7 separate regions of the Mus musculus genome follow, and regions 1, 2, 3, 4, 5 and 6 are each linked to region 7. Evidence: chromatin contacts called from public Hi-C, HiChIP or PLAC-seq and promoter capture Hi-C data. All regions are on one chromosome and are shown on one strand. Each heading gives the region's core, a stretch centred on a gene start, on an enhancer-like site or on the middle of the called end of the contact. The rest is flanking DNA. Distances are from core to core; before and after follow the strand shown.

Region 1 (3,001 bases), core at 173-2,672, 1.3 Mb after region 7:
AACGTGATGACCCTGCCTCAAAACAGAATAGCGATATATTTTTAGATAATGTATGATATGAAATTTAATATGATTAGGGAGTTCCTGGCTGACCCATGCCAAAGTGCCCCCTTGAGAAATGACGCCAAGCAACAGATCTGGTGGGGAGTTATTTGGGGGAAGAGAGGGGAGGGAGGGCTTGGAGAAGGGGTTGAGGTAGATGAACAGATAGGCAGACAGAGGGGAACAGAGTCACGAGGGCAGAGAAAGCAGGGGACAGAGAAGGAGAGAATGGGGGCTGGGGCCAGAGACCGCAAGGAACACGTGGGAACAGAGAGAGCTGGAGTGGTGAAGCAGTCGTTATCACCACACCTGAAGAAGCACCATAAGCTGGTTGCTTGATCCTAGGGAGGAGCCTAGCGGAATCGCCTGTAAACTAATAAATTAAGCAGAAAATCGAAAGGCCCCTTTTCCTCAAGGACCTTTTGTTGTGGGTGTGGTCTGAAAGACTGCGAAGAAGAACCTGGTTGTATCGCAGGGAAAGGTCAATACGTCCCCTCTGCGCCCCGGTTGCGCTCTACAGCGCAGAAGCGGAAAAAGCAGTCCAGGTTCGAGCTTTCGGCGCGCTTGGGCGGGGCATGCAAATAACTGCTCTGTGGAACTCTGGGAGCAAAAACAAAAAACTGCAACCAAAACTTCTCGGCCTCCTTGAATCTTACAGGCTTTTCGTGGCGTAAAGGTGGTGTACTCAATGAAGAGGAGAGTCTGTGTTGGCTGCATGTTTGAGTCGGTTGGTTGGTGACTGTGAATTAAAGGTGTGGTCGGTGTTGAGTGTATGGGGCGTGTGGGCGTAGTTCGGTATCGCTTCTCGGCCTTTTGGCTAAGATCAAGTGTAGTATCTGTTCTTATCAGTTTAATATCTGATACGTCCTCTATCCGAGGACAATATATTAAATGGATTTTTGGAAGTAGGAGTTGGAATAGGAGCTTGCTCCGTCCACTCCACGCATCGACCTGGTATTGCAGTACCTCCAGGAACGGTGCACCCCCTCTGGGGAGTAAAGTTGGTTTTAAAGTCAGAGCATGGTGATTGTAGGGCAGTCCAGCTTTTTAAATATGTCTGTGTTTTCTTCTTCTTAACTTTCGTTAGTTTGTATCCTGATTGGGTTGTGTACACGATAACTGAGTTCTCGTTTGCGCCAGAGCTGGAGAGATGGCTTAGTGGTTAAGAGTACCGACTGCTTTTCCAAAGGCCCTGTGTTCAGGTCCCAGCAACCACATAAATAAATAAATCTTAGGAAAAAAAAAAAGAAAAAAGAGTGTAGCACTGGAGCTAATGTGGGGTGGAAACATTTTAAATATGTGCTTTGTGGGAAGTTTTAAGGAAATCGTTAAGCTCCGCCCTTTACTTGTGAGGGTTTAAATTTCGCGGTAGTAGCTTGCGCAGGCGCACTGGCTTTACCATGGCGGAGTTGATCTCTTTCGTAGTTCCCACCCAGAGCGACAAAGTTTTGTTGGTGTGGGATCTGAGCACTGGGCCCCCAGCCGAAGCCTTAAGTGTGAGGGGCTGCGCGGAGAGGGCAGGGGAAGGGAGTGGGGGGACAGGAGGCGTGGGCCCCGCGTGGGCGCAGAGGAACGGGGAGCCAGCGAGGGCTTGTCTCCTCCTTAGATGAAGCCCCAGTGAAGGGAGTGCTTCCAGCGGAGAAGGGCGGGATCTGGGCTTGAAGTGAGGTAGGGGGTCAGCACTCACTGGTGGGCCTCCCACAGCATTCTCTGTTCACAGTGTTCTCTCAGTTTGGCCTTCTGTATTCAGTCCGAGTCTTCCCGAACGCTGCAGTGGCTCGTCCTGGTTTCTACGCCATCATCAAGTTTTACTCCTCGCGGGACGCACAGAGAGCCCAGAAGGCTTGCGATGGGAAACCCCTTTTTCAGACATCACCAGTGAAGGTGTGTGCAAATGCAGGCTTCAGGATAACGTTCCGAGTTCTGCAGTGAGTAGCTAGAGACTCTGTGGTGCCCTGATTCACCCGGTGCTTCCAGATGCGTTTTCACTGATCCTCTGGCCTCAGGTATCCTAGGTGATGGTTAGGTGATAAAAGGTTCATCATGAGAGTAATTGTGGTCAAACCCAAGAGTTCCAATGAAAATCCCATGTCGTATGTTACATTTACATTTATTATTTACATTATTTATAAACATTTTCTATTTTATTTGGACTTAAAATGTGTTTGACCAACTGCCAGTTTTAATATAATGGATGCTTTATTGTCATCACTGTAAAATAGAACTTCCTTCAGGTTCCAGAGGTGGGGAAAGCATCCTTTAGTACATTGTAGCCTTCATTCCATATTAACATAGAACCCGTTCCCCCAGAGCCTCAGCACATCTCACCATGTTTCTCAATTCCACCACCTGTCCTTTCAATTTCTGATTGGCCACTTTTGATGTATCAACCTGCTGCTGACCCAGCTTCTTATTCTTATCCATATTGCTTTTTTTTTTTTTTTTTAAGATTTATTTATTATATGTAAGTACACTGTAGCTGTCTTCAGACACTCCAGAAGAGGGCGTCAGATCTTGTTACAGATGGTTGTGAGCCACCATGTGGTTGCTGGGATTTGAACTCTGGACCTTCGGAAGAGCAGTCGGGTGCTCTTACCCACTGAGCCATCTCACCAGCCCCCATATTGCTTTTCTTTTCTTCTCCCTTGAACCTTGATTAAATCTGAGAACTGCAGTTAGTAGTGACCCCAAGTGAATTTTCTCTACGTCCATACATGATGCAAGACCTTTTTCTATCTTAGATCACCCACTTCCAGGTCCTGAGGTGATTTGCTTGCCAGTCATTCTTTAAGGAATTTGATTGGTATGTTTCTAACCTATGGCCACATCTCAGCCATTTAGATACTGTATGTGGAACTGGGAAGATTACAAAGTGGTGAGTCTCCCGTGCTCTTGAAACAGATCATTTAATAAACTTTAGGTTCTGATAGAGTGATGAAGGATATGTTAACAATCACAG
Region 2 (2,700 bases), core at 74-2,573, 1.4 Mb before region 7:
CCAGCCTGGTCTACAAAGTGAGTTCCAGGACAGCCAGGGCTATAGAGAAACCCTGTCTCGAAAAATAAACAAACCAAACAAAACCAAAAACCTTCCTCGGGTGCTTATAAAGACTAATTAAGGTGATAGAGGTAAAATAACGAGCTCAGACCCACACACTTACGTTGGCTCTTCCCAGCTATTTGAAATGAGAGGTAACTGGCGATTGTGCTGTTGTGCTCCTACTTGTAGCTTTGTGTCTGTTTTATTTGGTATCAGACAATAAAAGATATATCCTATAGCCAGGTGTGGTGGCGCACACCTTTAATCTCAGCACTTGGGAGGCAGACCCAGACAGATCTCTTGAGTTTAAGGCCAGCCTAGTCTACGTAGTTCCAAGACAGCCAGAGCTACAAATAAAAAGTCTCAGAAAACAATAACAACCAAAACAAAACAAACCAAGAACAAAATCCCATAGACTTTACCATTACCTAGAATTGGGCTCTGGTCTTTAGAAGAACCCGAGTAACCTTGGAGCCTGACCTGCCTGCAAATGGCTGCTCTAGTTACATTTTTCATTAAATGCTCAGCTTGCCTTGCCGATAACTCTTTTCCTTGGGTCCCAGACCCTAGTGCTTGGCCATAAGAGATTTTCAAATTAAAGAGACATAATTTTACTCCCTATGATGTGTAGCTAGATGGATGTTAAGGCAGCACTTGGAATGTATGACCTTGAAATTATACGTTTGGTGTTGCACTTGTTTCTCACTGAGCAAGCGCAAGTCAACAAATAGTGAGATGATGTCAGTTTGCTTAGATAGGTCTAGAACTTGCCCCCCCGCCCCCCAAAAAAATACCCTGGTTCGAGTTATCAGCTCCTCCCCACAGAAAATTCTGTGACCTTATACATTCATTTGCTTCATGCCATACAGGACCGCCCCCCAAAAAGTAGGCCTTGTAGCCCTCTTAAAATCTAGCCCACCAGAATAATGAAAATAGGGATGTTTGGCAGATAAGATGAGCAAAGGTAGCCCAGTAGAATGAGGACGTTAGGCAACGGTGGGGAGGCTGGGTGGAGGACAAAGTAGAAATAAAAATACGGAAGTAGATGTGCGTAGAGGCAAAAAAAAAAAAAAAAAAAAAAAAACTACACTTCCCGCCAGGCTTTACGGCGTGACGCGCTCGTAAACGCGCGCCTTTCCTCCGAGGTCTCAAAAGTTAACGCCCTCCCGGGCGAGTGGGTGTGACTTCGTGGTGGTCGCTGAGACCTGGGGCTGTCCTATTGGCTGCCGGCCGTCACCGGCGAAGGCGTGGTGATGAGTGACAACTAATCAGAAGCCTGGCTGGACTTTGGCGGGAGACGAGAAGGCTGAAGTAGAGCGGCTTTGGCGCGAGTTGACTTTGCAGCTGCTGTAGAATTTGTGGCGGGAGAGTTTTTACGGTGGTGATCGAGACGCGAGGAGTGTGCACTGAGCGACACGGCCCTGAAGAGTGCAAAGCTCCGCGAGGTCTGGTGTCCAGAGAGGTGAGGCTGGTCCGAGCAAGGCCGGTGGAGAGCGGGAAATCGCCTGGGGTCTGAGGCTGGGTCAGGGAGGGGGTTGTGAGCTCTAGAAGCGGTTCGAGCACGCCGCGTTGGGAAGGAGAGAGCTGCTGGGAGGAAACGGTGTAGGGTGGGGTCGGGAGTTTGGTGGAGTGCTGGCTAGTTTTGAGCAGAGGACGCAGCTGCCCTTGCCCAGGACTTGGGAGAGCCTAAAGGTGACGGTCTGGAACCAAACCAGTGCTAAAGACGTCTCACATGTCTGCAGGGAAGGAGCTAAAGTATTATAGAAATAAATGGAGACAGACTTCTGGCATCATACAAGTGTAAGAACTTGGCTTCTGGTCCCAGGGTGCCCAGGGTGATAGCCGTGTGTTTCTGTGACTATCTCTTTAAGAGAGGGCTAATAGTGTCTACATTTGACGTATGGTAAGACTGTAGTGTGTAATATGTGTATAACGGAATGTTACACGTACTAGGCAGACAGACGTTACCCTTTATTACATAGATTTGCATGGGAAGCACAACTAAATGTTAAAAATGCTATGTTAACGTGATTTATGGAGTGCTGGTCCCCAATATAATTATTTATATTGCTCTGTGTGTTTTTCTCTTTGCTCTCCTGATTTTCCTTTGTATCCAGTTGTGTGGCCATCATGCCTCAAACCAGATCCCAGACACAAGCTACCATCGGTTTTCCGAAAAAGAAGCTATCTAATACCCTGAAGAAACCCAATTCCCGGGATTGTGAAGTAAAACTTAGAAACGTCCAGCCTGTACCCACCACTCCGTGTGTGGACGTAAAACTTCTGCCTCTCAGTCCCCGAAAACGTCTGGGTAAGCCCTCCGCTTTGTGAGTGCGACTTTGTGACTGAGCTCTCAGCCTTTCCTGCCTTGATGCTGAGGTGCCTGGCTCTTAAAACCAGAGCTGTATTTGCCTTCATAATGGCTGCCAAGTGTGTACCGAATTTCACGGTTGAGCCGTACACTAGAGATCATTTGCTAAGGAACCTAGGTTTGATCTTCATTTCCTTAGTTCTGTCCTTTACATTTCCCTTGAAGTTATAGTGTTATGGAACTCGCCTGCGTGCTTGTGAAATTAAGAGGAAACAAATAACCCGGGAGGTGGTGAGCTTGCTTTTAATCCCAGCACTCAGAAGGCAGAGGCAGGTGGGTCTCTTGAG
Region 3 (2,977 bases), core at 33-2,532, 1.5 Mb before region 7:
CTGAGGCAGAATTTCTCTGTGCAGTCCTGGCTGTCCTGGAACTTGCTCTGTAGACCAGGGTGGCCCCCAGCTAAGAGATCTGCCTGCCTCTGCCTCCTCTGAGCTACAGAGCCCAGCAAAATTCTACTCATCTTGCAGGGGCTAGTTCAAACCATTTACAAATCTCTTCTCATTCTTCAGCAGGAATTCATCACTCCTGTGACATCCCGGCACATGTCACAACTCTAATCGCACACTGACTTGGACGTCAGCTGTCTGTTTACATGCCAGCCCGCATGAGCACCATACACCAGCATGGTGAGCTCCCGGAGGGCAGAAGCTGTCTGCTTGAGTCACATCTGGAACCATCCCCAGGTACAGAGCTCAATGAATGGCCCAAAGCAAATGTTCAATGTGACATTTAGCACTAGTGGGTGGGGCAGAACAGAGGGAAAACAAAAATAATAACAGGCTATGGCTTATCACATGCTTTCCCATTCATTCATTACCTGATGAGCCTTCAAGCACTGTGAGAAAGGACAAACACTATGAGGTAGCTGAGACCCACGAACACACAGTTAGTGAGTGGGGATTAAGTGCTAGCTGATATTGGCCTTTTACTTGAGGTTCAGCCCTGGTCACTGGGTTGACTGGATGGAGAAGCAGTGAGACATAGGGTAGCAATGGGGTTGCTTGGTGTGGTGGCGAGCTTTGTGTATGAAGATGAGATCCTTAGTCATCGGCAACAGAGTTAAGCAATGGAAACCAGCAAGCGACAAGGACTCCCCTCTCTCATCCAAGCACCTATAGAGGAGTTCACAACACCATGCCTCAGCCTACCGAGCTGGGGATCACTAGTTAAGTGGTTACAACGACCTAACCAATGACCTGCTAGAAGAAGCTCGCCTCTCTGTTGCTATGACAACCAGAGCTTGTCTGTTGGGCCTCTTCAAGGGTACTCTAGACCATATTAGGGCTTATGGTGTGTGTGTGTGCGCGCAAAAAAATAAACACGAAAGAAAACATACTTGAGATACATCAGTTAGCTCACTGGTTCTCTACCTGCGCAATTTTAAAGGTCGAGACGCTCAGGCCGCATCCAACCAATTAAATAAGCATCTCATGGACCGAATCCTGGCATCACTCGTTACTGAAAGCCTCGCAGGCGGCCCCAGTTGCAGTCCCAAGATGCAAACGGGACTTCCAACTGCGGACTCGCGACCTTCTCAAGATGGTGGCGCTCCGCCCCCACGTGCGCCGGTAGAGGGCAGGCTTCCCTGAGCGCATGCGTCCCGCGGCCCTCGGCCCTCGGCTCCCTCCTCCTTTTCCCCCGCCTCCATTTTGTTCGCGGACGCTGGGGACGGTGGGAGCGGATCCATTTCCGGGTTGGTAAAAGGGGCGGCGGCGAGAGAGAGAGAGAGAGAGAGAGAGAGAGAGAGAGAGAGAGAGAGAGAGAGAGAGAGAGAGAGAGAGCGAGAGAGAGCGAGAGAGCTTGCCGCGGGGCGAACGAGCAGGACTAAACCAGGACTGAGGTGACGGAGGATTCGCTCCCGGAGCAGCCCCCCGCCGAGTGGGAAAGACGCCGGGGCGGCTGAGCCCGCCGCTGAGGTGACCTGCGGACCTGAGTGGGAGGGAGAGCCGGGAAGGGGGGACTGTGGTGGGGGGGGGGAGGGACACCGGAGGAGGGGCCTGATGCGGAGAGGGGGTCCTGGGGGCGGGGCCTGGAGACCCTGGAGAGGGGGCGTGGGCCATCCGAGTGGAGGGCGGCGGGGACCGACTGAGCAAATGGGCAGGAGGGAGGTTTTTTGAGAGACAGGAAATTAGAGATCCTGAAGGGTTGGGTGAGGTGAGTAAGACTGGCAACTCTGGGTGAGGTAGGAGGGGAGCCGTGCGCGGAGGGGGAGATGGGGAAGGGAGGACCTGTTGGGGAAAGGTAATTATTGGCAGGATGCTCTCGAGTTTAGGAGGATCGGTGTGACGTTTCGGGATTGATCGGGGTGAGGAGGAGGATTGAGAGCGAACGTGTTTACACTGGGGGAGATGTTGAGAGTGTGGGATGAGAGGGAGTCGGAGTGATGTTCTGAGATGCTCTTGGAAGCACCTGCAGTTGAAGGATCCCTGTTGGAGCGGCGTGAAATTGAGGGAAGATGAAAATCTGAAGGCGCTCGCTAGACGTAGGCTGTGTGTGCGGTCGAGTTACTGATTAGGAAGGCATATTCTGGAAGGATAATATTGAAACGAGGAGCTGGAGGAAGCTGGTGTGCACTGGAATCTACCTCTGTCCCCGCTTCTGCTGGCCTTTAAATCCTGATCCACCTGCTACATCTGATCCCTGAAATTCTTCTTTCTTTTTCTCTTTCTCTTTCTTTTCTTTTCTTTCTTTCTTTCTTTTTTTTTTTTGAGACACTTTGTCTGTGTAACCCTCACTGTCCTGGAACTCAGAGTCTGTAGACCAGATTGGCCCGGAACTCACAGTGATCCGCTGGCCTCTACCTCAGAGGGAGGCGTGGGCCACTATGACTGCCCAGCCCCGTAAACTATATTTGTTTGTTTGTTGTTTTGTTTCTTTCAAGACAGGGTTTCTCTCTGAAACAGCCCTGGCTGTTCTAGTGCTCACTATGTAGACTAGGCTGGTCTTGAACTCGCAGAGATCTACTTGCCTCTGCCTCCTGAGTGCTGGGATTAAAGGTGTGTGCCACTACCACCCAGCTATCTTAATATATTTTTTAAAAGATTTATTTATTTTATTGTATGAATACATTGTTGATGTCTTCGGACACACCAGAAGAGGGCATCAGACTTCATTACAGTTGGTTGTGAGCCACCATGTGGTTGCTGGGAATTGAACTCAGGACCTTCAGAAGAGCTGACAGTGCTCTTAACTGCTGATCCTAGTATCTTAATTAAAAAAAAAAAAAAAAAAAAAAGGAGTGGGGCTTGGTGGTGCATGCCTTTAATCCCAGTACTCGGGAGGCAGAGGCAGGCGGAGTTCTGAGTT
Region 4 (3,039 bases), core at 246-2,745, 1.6 Mb before region 7:
TCAACCATTGTGTGTGTCCTTCAGTCCCCCTTGCCATCCCCAGTAACCGTAGGCTTCCACTTCGTTCCTCCCTCATCCAGCTTCCTGTCCCTTCCCTATCGGGAGCCCCACGAGAGGCATTCTCCCTTCTCCTCATCCCTTGTAAACCCTTAAAACCCCTTGTAAGAGAAGTGAGTCCATTGGCTCAGGATGTAGGTGGCTGGAACTAAGATGTGCAAGGGCAGCCCAACTTGGAGAGACTGTTGGTCAGCAACCCACTCAGCAAACGATTCTATCCAGTATGAACTGAACGGTTAGAAGAGCAGCTCCCCAGACACACTCTCTGGCTCCTCCCCAAGAGCAGGCTGTGGAGGCAGGGCTCCGCCCTGGGAGCCGTGGGAAGGCTATGGCCCCCGCTGGTAAAACTGGGCTAATGATAGCGGGGGAACCGGCGGGGCCAGAGGGGGGTGCTAGGGTAATTAGACCTCTGCCTGGCGGTAGTAGATCCCAAGATGAAAGGGGCTCTGGCGTCACTGGCAGGGTTTTATGTCCACGAATGCAGGTGTGTGTGTGTATGTGTGTGTGTGTGTGTGTGTTGTGTGTTTTGTGTGTGTGGTTGGCGCACGTGCGCGCGCGTGCGCGCGCAAGGGTCCGGAACTGGCATGGAGACCTCTCCTTTGAGAAAAGGAGTCCACCTATTTGCAGCCACTCTGTTGCTTAGATTGGCCCTTGAACCATTTGGATTTTGATGGTATACACAGGAGAGGAAATATCACCTCTGAGAAGCTGGGAGATAAGGGGCTGTAGCGAGTCTTGTCCACCCCCATTCCCCAAGCTTAGTATAGGAGTATATTGTTGGGGAATGGCTGGTGGGCAGTGACTAGAAAGAGCTTCCATGGAGAACAGAGACGTTTGCAAGAGGAGACAGTGGATTCAGCATTAATGTTAGAAACGAGAGAGGAGGCACAATGTGGAACGAGCCTCCAAAACGGCTAGAAATAGGATGGTTGAAGTTAGGAGGATTTCAGAAGTAACCTGTCCAACCTTTGGATTTTGTGCTCTTACCCTGGATGCTGTAATGTGTTCAAGGTCACACAGGGAGTTGTTCGCAAAGAAGGGACCCGAACTCTGAAACTACCCTTAGCGTTTGGTATCTGGACTTCCTCCCGGATTTATAAGGTGCAGTGATCTCCTCGGTCCTTCTCCCCCTACCCCAGGGTGCAAACCAGAACCCCCCTCCCCCAATTCTCCTCGCAAATGAAAGCTATTTTATTTGAAAATGACATCTTTCTCAAAACGTGTCACCGACCGTCGCTCCTGGATGGAGCCGTAGGGGGGGCGGGGGTGAGGTGGGCGAGTCTGAGCCTGGTAGGGGCCAAGGCGGTAGAGGGGCTGCGGGGCGGCCGGCCAGGAGCTGGGGAGCGGCGGGGGGCGAGGGGCGGGGACCGGCGACTGCGAGGCGGCCTGCAGGGAGCAGCCGCGAGCCGGCCGGGCGCGCGGAGCTGGAGCCCCAGCCGGAGCGGGGCGGGGGAGGGAGGAGCCAGAGCGGCCGCCGCCTCTGCCGGAGGAGCCGCGGGGCCGCCACACTCGCCCCCCGCCCCCCCGCGCTCACTCGCACTCACACCCCGGCGCTGGAGGCGGGCGGCCCGGGCCCCACCGGCCCCCCATGGACGCCCCCGGCACGGGGCGCTGAGACCCCCGCGTCGTTGCTCAGCTCGGACCAGCGCGCCAAGCCGAGGTAAGGAGGAGGGAGCAAGGGGGCATTAATATGCAAATGCATCGCGATTGATTATGCAAAGCCGCGGGTCTCTGGCCAGCTTGGAGGCGGGCTGGGGGCGCCCAGGGGGTTCCCGCCGCCGACCTCAGTCTTTTCCGGCGCCCGGGTGACCCTGTCACAGCCCGAGAGCTAGCCACTTACGCCCTGGGGAAAGAAGGTGCTGTTAAGTGGTCGGTGGGCCCCGGGGTTCGCCCAGGGAGATGGCGTCTGGGCCTCCCCTTCGAGGGCCCGCCCCGGCCTCTGTCCGGCCGGTCTGCTGCGCATTCCCGGGTTGGGCCCCGCTGCCTGCCGAGGCTCCCCCGCCCGCCCCGCCGCGGTTTGTTTACGGTGTGCCAGAAGCTTGTCGTGTCCCCCCACCCCCCCAGCCAAAGAGACCGAATGGCCTTTGCAAAGCTGTCTCTAGCTAGGAAGGGCAATGTGGGTGCGGCAGGGTGGAGGGGCTTGCATGGGCTGGAGGAGAGAGAAGCCCCCCTCCCCTCCCCACCTCTCCAGTTGAGCATGGCTTTCTGGTTGCAACACTCCTAATTGCAAAAACGCGGCGGGTGGGGTGGGGTGGGGGGAGTGTGAGCTTGTAGTAGTGGGGGTGTACTTGATGGTCCCTAGATGATTAGGAGAATTGTTGGCCTGTGGTTGGGGAAGAGAGGAAGAAATGGACCCGTGTTCTGTGTGTGTGTGTGTGTGTGTGTGTGTGTGTGTGTGTGTGTCCGCGCGCGCGCGCGTGCATGCTCCCCGTTTCCCTCCCTTGCAACGTGTCTCTGGTGCCCCTTTTCTATCTTGGGCCCTCCCTTGTCCAGTGTGAAAAGAAGGCCTGGGAAGATGTCAGAGGCAATGAAGAGAGCCACCCATTTTAGGGACTGGAGGGGGGAGCACACAGAAGGAAAGCCAGGGAGACGGGAGGCCTGCCCCTGAATGCTGGCTCTGGACCCAGGAGGGGGAGGGGATGAAGGGGGCCATTGTCCAAGATGAAGGGGGAGGCAAAGGTGACATGCAGACAACAGATATGCCTACACAGACAGCTACATGCTCACTCGGGGACATCCAGGCAGATTCAAGGACAGGAGCTGCTGGACACACCCACATGGGGACAAGGGAAGAGGCAGGCCTCCACTGCAGAGTGGAGCTCAAAGGGTGGGACACACCCACGGGAGACCAAGAGCAGGGCGGAGAGACGGCCTATGCACATACCCACGCATAGGATCACAGGGAGATGCTGTCACACAGGGGTAAGAAGGAGTCATTGTCACCCACACCGAGAAAGTCACTATCGAATGCATGCATGCACA
Region 5 (2,844 bases), core at 46-2,545, 1.3 Mb after region 7:
GTGATCATAACTAAGTCTTTTATCCATCTGCAGCTTTCTGTACCTGTAAGAAACAGACAACAGTCCCTAACATGCTACTGTGAGGTAATGGGGTCCTCCATGCTCTATATGCAGGAAGCTGAGGCCCAAAGATTGTTAGGATGTCCAGGATAGCCTGAGCTACATAATGAGATTCCTATCTCAAAACACACACACAAAAAAACCAAATATAGCTGGATATGATGGCTCATGCCTTTAATCCTTTTTTTTCCTTTTTTTTTCCCGAGATGGTTTCTCTGTGTGGCCCTGGCTGTACTGGAACTCACTCTGTAGATCAGGATGGCCTCGAACACAGAAATCTGCCTGCCACTGCCTCCCAAGATTAAAGGCATGCACTACCACTGCCTGGTTTCATGCCTTTAATCTTAAAGGCAGAGGCAGGTGGATTATTTTGTGTATGAGGCCACCCTAGTCTACATAGTGAGTTCCAGGATAGCTAGGGTTATATAGAAAGACCCTGTCTCAAAAAATACTCCCCCCACCCCCTTATCCCTTGAAGCAATGGCTCAGTGGTTAAGAGCACTTATTACTCTTCCAGCGGACCCAGGTTCGGTTCCCAGCACCCATATGAGGCAGTCACCACTGTCTCTAATTCTGGTTCCAGGAGATCTGACATTTCCTACTGAACACATGGGCATATACTGACCCACTGGCTTAACTGACACTGAGCACTGCTGCCCTTGCAGAGGTCCTGAATCCATTTCCCAGCAACCACATGGTGGCTCACAACCATCTGTAAGGGGATCCGATGCCCTCTTCTGGTGTGTCAGCGTCCCCGTACTCCTATATACATTAAATGGGCTTAGTATTATGAATCAGCTGTATCAGAGCTCCAGGTAAATACTGCTTTGCAAACTAGATGAAGACAGTGACTTGAATGAGTACTACTGAATGAGGTAAGATACGAAAACATGTCAGAATCTCTTCGAGCAGATCTTTAGGTGGAAGGAAAGTATGGGGGGGGGGCAGCCGGATTGAGGGCAAGTGGATGGGGTAGTGTCATTATTAGACATTCCGTTCCATGCTCTCGTCAGGCGCAGCCACGCCTGTTCCTTTAGTCTGTCCCACCTCCCAGCCCTAATGAGTTCCAGGCTCTGTTCCAAATACTGAATAAGGTAGAAAAGATTAAAATAAAGCGGTTCCGGATAGAACGAGCTCTCCATTTCCAGGCTGGGGCTGCAGAGGCTGGCTCAGTCCCCGCCTCCGGGACGCTGATTGGGCCGCGTCGTGTGACGTCACGAGAGGGTTTTTAACGAGGAACCGGAGCAGCGGCACTGCAAAGTCCGCTGTGGCTGAGACGCGACGAGTCGGTGTCTGGTTGGCGTGGCTCGCGGAGAGTGCGGCTGGCTGAAGGTAAAGGAGGGTGTCTGGACCATGCAAAGGCGCCGGCTTGCGGGGCTTAGGGGAGCGGGCGTCGACCGCTGGCTGGAGAGTTGCAGGGCCGTGTGGTGGTGGTCAAAGCGCCCGCAGGGGCGTGCCACCGTTGTGGGTATGCGGTGCTTGTGGGAGCCCGACCCACATCGGTGCTCTTACTTTGGGCACACTGCCCGACCGCCTCCTTCATGCGAGATTTCTCCTCTGGGGAGTGGAGAGCACAGCTTCTGCTTTCTCTCAATCTCGGAGAGGGGTGCAGGGAAACGACCTTACTTCGGATCTTGCCTGCAAGATCCGCACCCTCGAAGATCCTAGTGCCCGAGAGTTTCTCTGACCTCAGGGCCTCTCCTAGGAGTCCCTGGGACAGGAGCACGCCTTGTTACACCTGTAGCTACTTTTTTTATTTTTTATTTTTAAGAAGAGGGGAAGGAGAAAGGCATTGGAGATGGTTTAAAAGCGCCTACCCTAAAACATGAGGACCCTAATTGGTTCCTGAGACCCACATACTCTTGTAAGTTGTCCTGACTTTAACACTCAAGCTGTGAGTGGCTTACACACACGCACAAAATATTTTTTCTTTACTTTGGAAAAAGAGGCACTTAAAAATCTTTTTTTTTTTCTTTTTTGTTTTTCTAGACAGGGTTTCTCTGTGTAGCCCTGGCTGTCCTGGAACTCACTCTGTAGACCAGGCTGGCCTCGAACTCAGAAATCCACCTGCCTCTGCCTCCCAAGTGCTGGGATTAAAGGTGTGCTCCACCACTGCTGGGGCAAACCTTGTTTTAATAAAAGGAATATTTAGAAGGGTAGGGTGCAGGTTTAGGGGAAGGACCCAAAAGTTGCAAATTCGTTTATTCTAAACCTTTCTCGTTTCTTTTTTGGCCTTGTTTAGACACCCCAGCTTGTGCTACCTGCCGTTTTAAGGTCTCCTCTTCTTGGCCTCTGCTGGAGTCCCAGACCTACTCCTGAGGTCCACCCTGCACCCTAGCTCACCATGGGGAACCACTTGACTGAAATGGCCCCTACAGCCTCGTCCTTTCTGCCGCACTTCCAGGCCCTGCATGTCGTCGTCATTGGGTTGGATTCCGCGGGGAAGACTTCCCTTCTTTACCGTCTCAAGTTCAAGGAGTTTGTCCAGAGCGTCCCCACCAAGGGCTTTAATACTGAGAAGATCCGCGTGCCCCTGGGGGGTTCCCGTGGGATCACTTTCCAAGTGTGGGATGTTGGGGGTCAGGAGAAGCTTCGGCCACTGTGGCGCTCCTACACCCGCCGGACAGATGGACTGGTGTTTGTGGTGGACTCTGCAGAGACTGAGAGGTTAGAGGAAGCCAGAATGGAGTTACACCGGATCAGCAAGGCTTCCGACAACCAGGGGGTGCCAGTGCTGGTGCTGGCCAACAAGCAGGACCAACCGGGGGCACTGAGTGCAGCCGA
Region 6 (3,069 bases), core at 202-2,701, 1.5 Mb before region 7:
GCATTGAGACATTTATTTATTTATTTAGACAAGGTATATGTAGCCCTGTCCTGGAACTTGCTATGTGAACCAAGATGGCCCCGAACTCACACATTCTCCTGTCTTTGCCTCACAAGGGCTGGGGTTAAAGGTGTAGACCACTATACCTATCTCCTATAAAAAAATTTTAGAAGTGCACTTCAGACAGATAAGCAACCAATTAATTTACAACTATGTACATGTTTTTTCCATAGGGAACTATGAGGACTTAGTGGCTAAAGTTGCTTGGAAAATTAAGGCACACAGACACTATGAACCTGGAGAATTGGGAAGTGCTCCAATAGAAGGCCCTAAAGAACACTTAGTCCTAACACCGGCATACATCTCTCCATAGATTTCTTGAATCTTTTTCCAGAAGATGCTAGGAGTAGCTACAGCTTAAGAAGGCTGGAGACATGGCTGCTTGGGAAACAACTGTCGGTAGTTGGCAGTACTTCACCCCAAGGTTGTGCTTACAACTCCCTGGGCAGCAGACATCATGGATTTTGCTGCTTCTGGGAACCAGAGGTCCCTCCATTTCTGTGCTGGATCCCTTAGAGACAAAGAACTTCACTTCTTTCCCCAACCCATGTGGGACCGCCAGGGAGCCTAGAGGGTGGAAGCTTGACTTCTACTCCATGAAACAGCCGCAGGCTCCAAGGGAGCCTGGGTCGGGGCCGGTCCCGAAGGCGCGCGGGGCTCCGGTGTGGGCCAGGCGCGTAGCCAGGTCGCCAGGGAAGGGCTATCCGACGAAGGCCGGCTCAGCAGAGCGGTCGGTAGGCGTCCGCGAGGGGCGGGAGCATCTACCTCCTTCCTTCCTCCCCAACCCCATTCTCTCGCACTTGGTTTTGCCGGGGATCCTCCGCATTCCCCAACCACCAGCGGCCGCCCTCGCCCTTCTTCCCTCCCCAGCCCGCCCCTGCCTCGGCAGCCCACCTTCGCCCGCTCCTGCGTCCTCGCCCTCGTCCCCGACCTCCCCTCGTGGGCCCCCGCGCCTCGGTCCCCTCCCCCTCGCGGCGGCAGCGGTAGCCGCGGCCCCTTTCACAATAGCGCTACCCGCCTCCCTCCTCTCCGCTCCCGGTTCGCTCCCGCCCGCTGCCCTCTCGGCGCATGCGCGCTCCGGTCGGCGGTGGCGGCGGCTGCGGCGGCTCCGTTTTTTTTAAAGGGAAACGCCGAGGAGTCGGGGGTGACTGTGGGGGAGGGGGACCCGGCGGCGCGGAGAACCCCCGGGGGAGGCGGCAGACCCCCCCTCCCGGAGTAGGAGGGCTCTGGGCGGACCCGTCCCTCCCACCCCCTCCCGAGGAGGAGCAAGGGGGGGGAAATGGAGGCTCGGGGCGGCTGAGGCGAGCTCCGGGGCGGGGGGCCGGGGCGGGGAAGGGGGGGTGCGGGGTGGGGAGACGAGGCGGGCCCGGCCGGGCAGGGGGGGCCGAAGCGAGCTCCGGGGATGAGCTCGGGGGCGGCTGGGTGCGAGCTCCTGCCTCTGCGGCGAAGGCGACGGTGGCGGCAGCAGAGGCGGCGGCGAGGCCACCATGGGTCGGCGGCGGGCCTCAGCTGCGGCCTCCACTTCTCCGCTCGCCGGCGGGATGGCGCCCGGGCCTCGGAGAAGCCGCGTTAGCGGAGGCCTGCGGCTGCTCTGCTGAGCCGAGCCCGCCAAACTCCCCTCCCCCTCCTCCGTCCTCGACCCCCCGCACCTCGCCCCTTCCCCACCCCCTCCTCCGTCTCGGTCCCCCGCGCTGCTCCGGACCACTATGACCATGAGATCCGCAGTGTTCAAGGCGGCCGCGGCCCCTGCCGGCGGCAACCCCGAGCAGCGACTGGACTACGAGCGGGCTGCGGCGCTGGGCGGGCCCGAGGACGAGTCCGGGGCGGCCGAAGCCCATTTCCTCCCCCGGCATCGTAAGCTCAAGGAGCCGGGGCCCCCGCTGGCCTCTTCCCAGGGCGGGAGCCCCTCGCCCTCTCCAGCCGGCTGCGGCGGCGGCAAGGGCCGGGGCTTGTTACTCCCAGCCGGGGCGGCCCCCGGGCAGCAGGAAGAGAGCTGGGGCGGTTCGGTGCCCTTGCCCTGTCCGCCCCCAGCTACTAAACAAGCCGGCATCGGCGGGGAGCCAGTCGCAGCCGGCGCTGGCTGCAGCCCCCGGCCCAAGTATCAGGCGGTGCTGCCCATTCAGACGGGCTCTATCGTGGTGGCGGCGGCCAAAGAGCCTACGCCCTGGGCTGGGGACAAGGGTGGGGCGGCTCCCCCAGCTGCCACCGCCTCGGACCCGGCGGGACCCCCACCACTACCTCTGCCCGGGCCACCACCCCTCGCGCCCACCGCCACTGCTGGGACCCTGGCGGCCAGTGAGGGCAGATGGAAGAGTATAAGGAAGAGCCCTCTCGGGGGTGGCGGCGGCTCGGGAGCCTCCAGTCAGGCCGCCTGCCTCAAACAGATCCTTCTGCTGCAATTGGACCTCATCGAACAGCAGCAGCAGCAGTTGCAGGCCAAGGAGAAGGAGATAGAGGAGCTGAAGTCCGAGAGAGATACGGTACGGGAGGGGTTAATCTGCATTAGGGATGGAGAGCGAGCTCTGCGCATGCTCGGGGGAAGGGGGCTGTAGGAGGCAGAGGTCCCCGCTCGGTTAGGGTTAGAGGAAGTTGGCCACCAGCTAAAGAGTGCCTTAGATGTTGGGTCGTTAGGAGCCTGGCATCACTGACACGTTGGGTCGGAAGGAAGGGTTAAAGGGCAACCTGTGTGTGTGTGGTGGGGGGTGTTATGGGAGGCTTCGGTTGCCAAAGGGTTAATTTAAAACGACAGCCCCACACTTGTGGGAAAGACGTTTAGAGTGGGAAAGACCTGATTTACGAGGGGTTAAAAATGATAGGGTGGGGTGCAGATGTGGCTGTATGGCAGGGGTTGTATTCAAGCGCTGTTGCCTTAGCTGTGCATTGGAGAGGAGGCTATAACAGCTGTTGCCGTAACCACCGCTGTTGCATCTTTAGACAGGAGGGTTGTCATAGGTCTTTTGGTCGGTAGAGGGTAAAGATGGTGTACGTGGAATCCTGTTTTAGCTCTCC
Region 7 (2,841 bases), core at 69-2,568:
TGGGTCTCAAACTCGCAGGCATCTATCTGCCAGCCTCTGCCTCACAAGTGCTAAGATCAAAGGCGTGCCCCACCACACCCGGCCTATTTTTCTGGTTCTTCAGAGACAGTAGCCAGTCTAGTACTGAATTCACTTGACCTTGAACTTTTTCCTCTGGCTTCCTTCTCCTGAGAGCTGGGATGTACCACCATACCTAGAAGTTGGCAGTATTTTTAAGTTAAGAGATTTTATATAAAGCACCCACTCTTTGGGGAGCATTTGAATAAAGTCTGACACAGTAGTTATCAGCCTCTGGTTCTCCTATTGGCCCCCACAAACCCAGTTACATCACACTTGGCTGTCTCTTTTTTTTTTTTTTTTTTTTTTTCGGTTTTTCGAGACAGGGTTTCTCTGTATACCTTGGCTGTCCTGGAACTCACTCTGTAGACCAGGCTAGCCTCGAACTCGGAAATCCGCCTGTCTCTGCTTCCCAAGTGCTGGGATTAAAGGTGTGCGCGGTGGCACTTGCCTTTAATCCCACCACTCATGGGGCAAAAGCAGACCCCATGTGGCCAGCCTGGTCTATAGAGTTCCAGCACAGCCAAAACCCTGTCTTGAAAAAACAAAAAGAAAGGTTAACTGCTTTGAAAAAAATATTCACCTAGACTCTACAAAGGCTTTACCTCACACACAGGCTTGTAGGACAAAAGGCATCCTGTGAGGCTTGGACATTTTTTTCCTGGGGTCCCCACTCCTACCTAAGGGACTACTTCCTTCCTTAGAAGAATTAATCTAAATAATAATTTTTGGTTACCAATTTTAAAACATGCTAATCCAAATGATACCCTATATAAGGTCCAAATTTTGATCACGTTATTTTATGCTGATTAAATGGCTATATCTGTGAATACGTGCAGAGAAGGGTAGGTTGATGGGTGGCTGGATCAGTCGAATTTTGGAGGACCCGCACGTAATTACCCTTTAAAGCAAATCGATCCTCACCCTAAGACCCATCTCAGAGCTAGTGCCAGGACCCCAACAGGGTCAAGATGGTAGAACGTGCGGTAGGCGCAGGCGCGCTCGAAACCTCCGCCAGTTTTCGCGGCCGCTCAGACAACTACCATGCCCACTGCGCAAGCGCGCAGGCGGACCAAGCTTTCCCTCCCCCCTCTCGCCCCTCCCTGAGTCAACAGAACATCCTTTCCAGGCCAAACCCAGTGCGCACGCGTCAAGCCTTGACTCCGCCCCCCGACCAATAGGAAGCCGCAGCGCTCGGGCGTCCGGGAGCTTGACTCCATGGGTGGGGCCGAGACGTGAGGGCAGCGCGCTGGCGTCACAGGGGCGGCTATATAAGTGAATACAGGCGCCGCCCCTCCGCCCCAGTCACTGAGCCGCCGCCGAGGACTCAGCTGCCTCCCCCTCGAGCCCCCTCGCTTCCCGACGCTCCGTCCCCCCCGCCCGCCTTCTCCCGCAGCCGCCTTCCGCAGGCCGTTTCCACCGAGGAAAAGGAATCGTATCGTATGTCCGCTATCCAGAACCTCCACTCTTTCGGTGAGCCTGGGGAAGGTCGCGCGGGCCTGGGGGGGGGGTGGCGGGGTCGGAGCTCGGAGAGCCGCCGAGCGCGGCGAGCCCATCTTAGCTCGGGCTGGAGGGGTGGTGATGCCCGTGGAACCGAGATCTGCGCCCAGGGTCGACCTCTGAGGGTGCCCGGAAGAAACGGGTGGGAGGTGAGCCCTTGGGCGGGCCCGGCGTCTCGGGTGGCGCATTTACTAATGGCTCCTGCCTCTCGGCGAGCCACACCCGCCCCCTCCCGCCACCCCTGCGTCATGTCCTCTACGTCACCGTCGTTGTCTCGGAGCTGGGAGGGAAGGCCCCGCCTCGGGAGCCTGGCTTCCGGTAGGTTGCATCAGCCGGGTGGGGCGCTGCCTGCCCACTAGGTCTCTCCAGCACGTGATCAGCCTTGGCGGGAGGGCTGGCCTAGAGCAGAAAGCTAGCTCTAGTACTGGCCAGTTCCCGGAGGGACAACAAAGGACACCTCCGGATTATTTCTTCACAGACCCCTTTGCTGATGCAAGTAAGGGTGATGACCTGCTTCCTGCTGGCACTGAGGATTATATCCATATAAGAATTCAACAGAGAAACGGCAGGAAGACCCTTACCACTGTCCAAGGGATCGCTGATGATTACGATAAAAAGAAACTAGTGAAGGCGTTTAAGAAGGTGGGTCTGCTGTGGAGAGAGCACGTTGTATGGTCTACCAAGGGAGAGGGTGCAAACGTCAAGGGAGTCCGTGTTGATGGCATGGCCTCTTAGATGCTGCATCCTTTTGTCCTTGCAGAAATTTGCCTGCAATGGTACTGTAATTGAGCATCCAGAATATGGAGAAGTAATTCAGCTACAGGGTGACCAGCGCAAGAACATATGCCAGTTCCTGATAGAGGTGAGTTTAGGCCGCCCTCAATGCATTATGGGTTTCCTGAATTTCTAATCCTTACAGTTGAGCTTTTAAATACATGTAGACATTCCCACTTTCAAACAGTACTTGGGGGTGGCATAGGGAAGTTTTAGTAACAGTGGTCAATTGAACCATTGTGTCTACTGGGATAGACTGAAGTACTCTTCTTTATTGGGACTCCTTGCAAGGTGTATATGGGAGAATCTGTTGACGTCATGTAACCTGTCCCTCTCCCTTGTCCTCTTTTTGCAGATTGGGCTGGCTAAGGACGATCAGCTGAAGGTTCATGGGTTTTAAGTGCTTGTGGCTCTCTGAAGCTTAAGTGAGGATTTCCTTGCAATGAGTAGAATTTCCCTTCTGTCCCTTGTCACAAGTTTAAAAACCTCACAGCTTGTATAATGTAATCA

The links. Promoter capture Hi-C pulls out the DNA fragments that hold promoters and counts their contacts. A called contact is a pair of places that touch in the nucleus more often than the background predicts. HiChIP or PLAC-seq counts read pairs in DNA pulled down with a chosen protein or histone mark. Capture Hi-C pulls out chosen DNA fragments and counts their contacts.
Region 1: a contact with region 7 is called in a promoter capture Hi-C map of liver, with 2.7 times the contacts expected there. The contact joins the promoter of Rdm1 here to the promoter of Eif1 in region 7. A contact is called at or near these places in 2 of 39 promoter capture datasets (liver and pre-B cells) and 1 of 9 other capture datasets (liver).
Region 2: an H3K27ac HiChIP or PLAC-seq map of epiblast stem cells shows a contact between it and region 7, with 5 times the contacts expected there. The contact joins the promoter of Cdc6 here to the promoter of Eif1 in region 7. A contact is called at or near these places in 7 of 39 promoter capture datasets (the 3T3-L1 cell line, cranial neural crest, embryonic stem cells and 4 more), 1 of 484 Hi-C or Micro-C datasets (B cells) and 6 of 115 datasets of contacts at active chromatin or transcription factors (SST interneurons, astrocytes, embryonic midbrain and 3 more).
Region 3: a contact with region 7 is called in a promoter capture Hi-C map of hippocampal neurons, with 16 times the contacts expected there. The contact joins the promoter of Wipf2 here to the promoter of Eif1 in region 7. A contact is called at or near these places in 4 of 39 promoter capture datasets (cranial neural crest, hippocampal neurons, liver and 1 more), 1 of 484 Hi-C or Micro-C datasets (cortical neurons), 9 of 115 datasets of contacts at active chromatin or transcription factors (astrocytes, cardiomyocytes, embryonic forebrain and 5 more) and 2 of 9 other capture datasets (adipose tissue and pancreatic islet).
Region 4: a contact with region 7 is called in a promoter capture Hi-C map of pre-B cells, with 6 times the contacts expected there. The contact joins the promoter of Thra here to the promoter of Eif1 in region 7. A contact is called at or near these places in 5 of 39 promoter capture datasets (cranial neural crest, frontonasal cranial neural crest, hippocampal neurons and 2 more), 1 of 484 Hi-C or Micro-C datasets (cortical neurons) and 4 of 115 datasets of contacts at active chromatin or transcription factors (astrocytes, embryonic hindbrain, forebrain and 1 more).
Region 5: a contact with region 7 is called in a Hi-C map of regulatory T cells, with 4 times the contacts expected there. The contact joins the promoter of Arl4d here to the promoter of Eif1 in region 7. A contact is called at or near these places in 1 of 39 promoter capture datasets (neutrophils), 2 of 484 Hi-C or Micro-C datasets (B cells and regulatory T cells) and 2 of 9 other capture datasets (adipose tissue and liver).
Region 6: a promoter capture Hi-C map of pre-B cells shows a contact between it and region 7, with 6 times the contacts expected there. The contact joins the promoter of Msl1 here to the promoter of Eif1 in region 7. A contact is called at or near these places in 8 of 39 promoter capture datasets (the 3T3-L1 cell line, the SN4741 cell line, cranial neural crest and 4 more), 2 of 484 Hi-C or Micro-C datasets (the N1E-115 cell line and cortical neurons) and 5 of 115 datasets of contacts at active chromatin or transcription factors (astrocytes, embryonic forebrain, embryonic hindbrain and 1 more).

The regions. Positions count from the first base shown.
Region 1 is chr11:101,626,527-101,629,527 of GRCm38.p6, forward strand. Rdm1 (RAD52 motif 1) reads left to right here and starts at 1,423. Exons shown (of 7, transcript NM_025654.2): 1 at 1,423-1,538; 2 at 1,747-1,926. The coding sequence starts at 1,443. LOC115487916 (a small nuclear RNA gene) reads left to right here and starts at 840; the gene lies at 840-1,030.
Region 2 is chr11:98,906,478-98,909,177 of GRCm38.p6, forward strand. Cdc6 (cell division cycle 6) reads left to right here and starts at 1,324. Exons shown (of 12, transcript NM_001025779.2): 1 at 1,324-1,504; 2 at 2,160-2,353. The coding sequence starts at 2,173. RefSeq lists an enhancer at 1-164.
Region 3 is chr11:98,862,316-98,865,292 of GRCm38.p6, forward strand. Wipf2 (WAS/WASL interacting protein family, member 2) reads left to right here and starts at 1,283. Exons shown (of 8, transcript NM_197940.2): 1 at 1,283-1,587.
Region 4 is chr11:98,740,290-98,743,328 of GRCm38.p6, forward strand. It overlaps Thra (thyroid hormone receptor alpha), which reads left to right and starts at 1,496. Exons shown (of 10, transcript NM_001313983.1): 1 at 1,496-1,717.
Region 5 is chr11:101,664,246-101,667,089 of GRCm38.p6, forward strand. Arl4d (ADP-ribosylation factor-like 4D) reads left to right here and starts at 1,296. Exons shown (of 2, transcript NM_025404.3): 1 at 1,296-1,392; 2 at 2,303-2,844. The coding sequence starts at 2,405.
Region 6 is chr11:98,794,065-98,797,133 of GRCm38.p6, forward strand. Msl1 (male specific lethal 1) reads left to right here and starts at 1,452. Exons shown (of 9, transcript NM_028722.3): 1 at 1,452-2,540. The coding sequence starts at 1,767.
Region 7 is chr11:100,318,631-100,321,471 of GRCm38.p6, forward strand. Eif1 (eukaryotic translation initiation factor 1) reads left to right here and starts at 1,319. Exons shown (of 4, transcript NM_011508.2): 1 at 1,319-1,530; 2 at 2,036-2,199; 3 at 2,318-2,419; 4 at 2,687-2,841. The coding sequence starts at 1,500. The coding sequence ends at 2,731.